Linked DNA regions of Mus musculus: region 2 is linked to region 1. The links are chromatin contacts, called in public promoter capture Hi-C maps. All regions are on one chromosome and are shown on one strand. Each heading gives the region's core, a stretch centred on a gene start, on an enhancer-like site or on the middle of the called end of the contact. The rest is flanking DNA. Distances are from core to core; before and after follow the strand shown. Region 1 holds the start of Drd2 (dopamine receptor D2). Region 2 has its middle 46 kb from the start of Gm38579.

The links. Promoter capture Hi-C pulls out the DNA fragments that hold promoters and counts their contacts.
Region 2: a promoter capture Hi-C map of hippocampal neurons shows a contact between it and region 1, with 4 times the contacts expected there. The contact joins the enhancer-like site here to the promoter of Drd2 in region 1. A contact is called at or near these places in 4 of 39 promoter capture datasets (the 3T3-L1 cell line, hippocampal neurons, liver and 1 more), 1 of 115 datasets of contacts at active chromatin or transcription factors (astrocytes) and 1 of 9 other capture datasets (embryonic stem cells).

Annotation. Positions count from the first base shown.
Region 1 is chr9:49,339,000-49,341,699 of GRCm38.p6, forward strand. Drd2 (dopamine receptor D2) reads left to right here and starts at 1,404. Exons shown (of 8, transcript NM_010077.3): 1 at 1,404-1,725.
Region 2 is chr9:50,436,653-50,439,693 of GRCm38.p6, forward strand. No RefSeq gene overlaps it. Among named protein-coding and RNA genes, the nearest start is that of Gm38579, 46 kb to the left of the region's middle. Within about 2 kb of position 1,604, at least 42 of the 459 cell types and tissues checked have an H3K27ac peak or open chromatin away from gene starts, as enhancers often do. A contact at or near this core is called in hippocampal neurons, where this site is marked.

The DNA.
Region 1 (2,700 bases), core at 154-2,653:
ATCCTATCTAAGTGGGTTTTTTTCTTGGGATGAACATATCCAGGGTACATAGGAAAACAGTGGAGATTCAACCCTATCTTAATGTTTGAATGCCTTAAAAGCAAATGTGAAAAGTTCTAATGTTTCTGGTAGTTCTAATACTTCCCTACCATGCCTAAAGGAGACCCACGAATAGACCATATCCAAAGACTAATGAAGAGGGACAGAGGAGGCTACATCATGTTCAGGAAGTTTCCACTCCTTTAAATGCCTCCACAGATGGCCATATCTAAGGAAAACGTGCCATGTATCAGGGCTGTTCCACTGCTCAGTCCTCGTGGGGCTTGGAAGGGCACACCTCTTTGGGCCCCAGTTTCCACCTTTACATCAAACAGTGATTAATTGAATATTAAGGTCTCTGCTTCCAATCCTAATTTTCCAGAATTGTGTGGATCAATGGAAGGAGTTTCTTCTTTGTGGCTAAGTGGCATGGCCGCTTGCTGTATGCAGAACGTCCTCTGTGCTGCTGTCCGAGGAATTCTGTGGTGCCTTCTCCTTGGGGACTTGCGTTGGCCCTTCAATGCCCAGCTCCTGTGAGGTCTCCCTGTTGGTACTCCACAGCACCTGCTTAAGCTACAAGTGTTTGGAAGTCTCTACTCTGGAGTGGCCCCACGCGAACGGGACCCTGTTTTTATTCCTCTGTTACTCCTGAATCTCATATAGAAGCTGGCGGAGGCAGGGCAGAGGGACAGAAAGCACCAGCTGGATCGGAGAGAAAGAGGATGGAAAGGGGAGTAGGTTCCCTGGCTAGGGCCGAAGAAGATCACATTTCTCTTCCTCTCCCTTCTCCTGCTCCTCAGTGCAGAGGGCAGGGTGAGCTGGAACTCCCAGGGCACTCTTTATCATTTCCACTTTATCATTTCCATCTTAGATCTGCTCTGCCCAGGTCTTCCTTTGGGAAAGTTCAACAGCGAAACTAACCGCTGTGATTTTCAGACGTCTGTACACGGACCCTGGATGTCTTTCCGGAATCTATTTCTTCTTTAAAGACTTGATGTACCACTGGTAGTGCTTCAGCTAGCCCTTGGCCCTGATTCCTCAAAGGAGGGGATCGACAGGCTAATGTTGTGAATGCTAGACCAGAATAGGTTTGATGGACAGGGTGTTACTTAATGAGTGTAGGGGGGACACCGGCGAGCAGTCCAGAGCACAGGTTATCCTCTACTCAAAGCCAGAAACGGATGCTGTGTCTCAGCTCTCCTGGGTTCCTTCCCCAGGCCCCGCAGTGCAGAGATAGCACTGGGGCCCTGGGTGGGTGGGGCCTGTCCCAGGGGCGGGGTTCCCGGGCGCCTCGTGGCCAGGGTGACCCCGCCCCCTCCCTCCTGCGCGCGCGGCGCTCTGACTCCACGGAGCTGTCCAGCCTCAGTGCCGGAGCTGGTCGCCTCTCGCGCGCAGCGCCGACTGCCCGCCTCCCCGCCTGGTCCCCGCGCTGCGCTCCCGCCCTCCCGCCCCGCCTCGCCCTGCCCCGCCGCGGCCCGTCCACTGCTCCCCGCGGGCCCGAGCCGGCCGAGCGGCTGCCCGCCGGGGATCTGAACGGCGCGGCGGGGCCGGGAGCCGAGGGACCCGCAGAGGGGACCGGCGGCCCCGGACGGCTGCCGGAGGGGCGGCCGTGCGTGGATGCGGCGGGAGCTGGAAGCCTCGAGCAGCCGGCGCCTTCTCTGGCCCCGGGCGCCCTATGGCTTGAAGGTAAGAACTGGTTGGCTGGAGCCAAAAGCAGTCTGTGGCCTCTGCACCGGTCGAAGCGTCTAGAGATGACCGGCCGGGAACAGAAGTTTGTCCAGCCACTCTAGCGCCGCCTGTCCGGGAGCACCCTTTCCACTGAGTCTCCGTCGGGGAGATTGCGTTCCGGGCGTCGGAAACCTGAAGGATGGCCATCCCCAGTCCTTCTTTCTTAGCGTTCTTCGCGCTTTCCTGTCTGGGCGGGAGTCCTGATCCTGGCTAACAGTCGGTGTAGCTGTGGCTTCAGAGGGTAGGGCATTGTCCTCCTGGTATTCAAGACTAGGACCCCAGGCGCGCACTAGAGTTTCCCACCACCCAAAAGGAAGAAGGGTTGTTTTTGACTTTTCTGTTATTGGTGCAACCGGAGACTTTTGAAAGGGCTAAAGCCAAGGTTGATGGTGAAGCTGCTTCCGGGAGCGGTCTTCCATCCTTAGGCTTTCTGCTGTCCTTGGTGCTGAATCCCGTTCTCTGTCCGCTGCTCTGTCACCCAGTCCGAAAGAAAGCCGGGTATTTTAGACCCATTTTCCCCAGGGAGTGTAGGTGACAGTGGGGGCGGGAGACAGTGATAGAAGGGGACTGTCCATCTCTGGAATGGATCAAGAGCCTCACTAAGTCCATATGCGAAGAAGCTTCTCTAAGCGTCAAACAGAGCACTTCCCTTTTTCCTTTTTTTGCGGCGGGCAGCCTGTGAGGTCTCTCTTGAGGAGCAGAGTTAAGAGAGCCGGTTGCCACCTACACAACAGGCTTTGCCATGGACACAAGGAACAGCATTGCAGCTCCCTGGGGATAGGCCCTTGTTCTCAGCCACAGGGAAACTGCTTCAGCGAGTCATCTTTTTCCTCACTGGGTACCTCACTGGGTTCTTTTCTGGGGCTCCTGAGGTTGGATGAGGTGCAATCCAGTGTGTGCACTCCCTCTCTAGGTCCCTTTGCACACTCAACA
Region 2 (3,041 bases), core at 354-2,853, 1.1 Mb after region 1:
CCCTCCTCCTCGCTGCCTGGAAGATAGTCTTCTCCTGGCTGTCTTTGGATCAAGATGTAGAGCTCTCAGTAGAAGGATGTAGAGCCCCCTTCTCCAGAACCATGTCTTCTAGGGCACTGCCATGCTTCACGCCTTAATGATAACGGACTGAACCTCTGAACCTGTAAGCTAGCCCCAATTAAGCGTTGTCCTTTCTAAGAGATGCCTTGGTCGTGCCGGGCGTGGTGGCGCACACCTTTAATCCCAGCACTTGGGAGGCAGAGGCAGGCGGATTTCTGAGTTCGAGGCCAGCCTGGTCTACAGAGTGAGTTCCAAGACAGCCAGGGCTATACAGAGAAACCCTGTCTCAAAAAAAAAAAAAAATTGCCTTGGTCATGGTAGGATTTCACAGCAATGGAAACCCTAACTAAGACGCCGCCTATCGGTTCTTTCCATTCCTTCTCTGTAAAGATTCCTGAAGCTTGATTCCAAGGCTCAGCATTATCCTGGTCAGTGTGGGCCCTTCCACACCCATGGGCAGATCCACCTGATGCCAGATTCATGATGACCCATGTTCATCTTGTCCAGTGTCATCCCTAGCATATCTCACTCAGGCTATAGGGACAGCTCTCCACAGTAACTATGGTCACACACCAGAGAGCACTTAGGCAGACAGTACAAGAACCATCCTCCCAGGTAACATTTGTTCCCAATTTTACAAATGAGTCTGAGGAAAATTATTTTTCCCAATTACTATGATGAATGGCAGAGAAGAATCAATTTCTGGCTTAAAGTTCATTGGAGCCTACCATGCCATTTCCCTAATCCAAAAAGAGAGAGAGAAGAGAGAATAAGTCCATAATTTATTGAAGTATGAGAACAGAGACTGCCTTTTTCACAAACTAAATGAGAATAAAGCAAAGACACCAAACTAACCATCCTGTCCTCAGAGCTCACCAACCCCCCTAAACCTTCACAGATCCGATGGAGGCTCCTCCAGGGCAACCAGCTTTTTAATAAAAAGAATCCTGACCCTCCCAGGCAATGTGCTGGTCTTGGGTTTGCCTGGCAGGGACCAATTAAAGGACCGCCCATCCTATTAGCATCTGCAGTTTCTACACTAACCTTTCTCTTGCCTAGAATGGTTTGACTAAGCCTGAGAAATCTAAGCTCTAAGGAGTCTTAAAGAAAGGGCAGTATTTCTTTCTTTCTTTCTTTCTTTCTTTCTTTTTTTTTTTTTTTTTAATCTCCAGGGGTTTCTTTTTAATCTTTCTCCCCTGCCCCCCCTACCCCACATACACACAAACCAAACAAGTCTTCACACCACACCGAGGCAGCAGTGTACCAAGGACCCTGGCTAAGCCTGGGGGTACCTAGCTCCATGACTTGCTTCCCACAAATCATAAGGACTAAACCAGGGTGTGTCATGCCCCACGGATTGATCTAACTCCAGCTCCCAAGCCAGCCCCCTCCCAGACGCATCGGACTGCCTCACGTTGCACCTGAGACCGTCTTCGCCCCCAGGAACCCTTCTCCCTGCAGGGTCAGCCTAGCCCCATGCCCAGAAGAGGAGCCGCGCCCACCCGAGCCCTGGTGTTGTGGTCCTCCCTGCTGGGGCTGCACCCTGGCTGCTTATGGGCCGCTGCTGCCACCTGTCGGTTGCCTGTCTAGAGCAGCGCTCTCAAGGAGGCCCTGGCCCTGCAAGAAGACTTTACTTGTAGAAGCTTCCTGAAGAAGGAGACATCTTCCTGTCCTATCCAGGTCACTAGTGCTGCCCCTGCAAACTGGACTTGCAGATGTATGTGTTATGCCTAGCTTCTCCTGGGTTCCTTCCAGAGGCGTACCCCTCGCCCTTCTTAGCCCAGATCGATCCCTAAAGACCACACACCTGGCTCCCAGGTACCTCATAGCCACCAGGACCTACAAATCTGGGCAAGCTAGAAGCTAGCCCTTAGCTGAGACATCCTGGGGGCACAAAGAAATACAGGCAAAGGTCGTTTAAACCCAGATGCAAATGTCAGAATTCCCCAGAGCAGAAACCAAGAAGCTATTAATTAATAAACTAATTAATACTATCACAAGTTCCCCCAGGTATCCCCAACAGTAAGGCAGCTTGGAGACCCACAAGAGCAGTAGATCTAAATGACCTTTTTGACTCAAATACACGACTGTTCATCGTGTGTCTTATCTTCTGCGGTCTTCACAACAGCCTATAAAAAAATAAATATTAACCCTGCTTAATAGACAAGGAGCCAGACTTACGGAAATGCTAGGCACTGGAGGCTGTGCAACTGAAGTGGGCGGGGCCAGGAACAGAGCTTTACATATGCATGTTTATAACCCCAGTGCTGGGAAGGAGAGATAGGTGGCGCCGAGGCTCACACATATACACACACACCTGAGTCTATGGGGGAAAAAAAAAAAAAAAACAGACAGCAGCCTCTGCCCTTGGGATAAGAAAGATTTTCACCAACTTGCCCAGCAGCCTCTTTGGGTCTCCTACCTAGTTAAGCCTACTCTAAAGTCTGTATCCTAAAGACTGTGTAGCCACTAGAAGAAAAGAATACATGCAAACTGGAAGGGATGGTTTCGTTTCATTCTTAGTCACAGCTACTTTGGAATGGGGTGTGTGGCTAGTGAATCCTGCAGAGCTTCTCGGACCCTGGAAGTAAGTTAGACACTGGCTGCCTCCTTGGTTCCCATATTGACGTTCCAGGTTTCTAGCGCAGGCGCGCTGCTCTCTCTTTCTGTGGATGCAACGAAACCATAGGCTTCATGCCCTTGCGGCCGTGTTTTATCCACAAATTCCTTCTTCCTTACATTGCTCTCGTCTGGTGTTTAGTGAGAAAAGTGACCAGTACGCTGGCTTTCAGCAACCCCTGAAAAGTCAGCATCAAAAGTTATCAACTGAGTTTGAAAACTCAGGTATCAAAAGGAGCATGGATTCTGCCGCCGCGACCATACAGCGTCCTAAGCTGGTGAGTCATTTGCATAGAGTCATCTTAGGCCTTCGACTTTTCTGTGGGACTGTCTAAACATGTGACTCCTTAGCATCCAACACA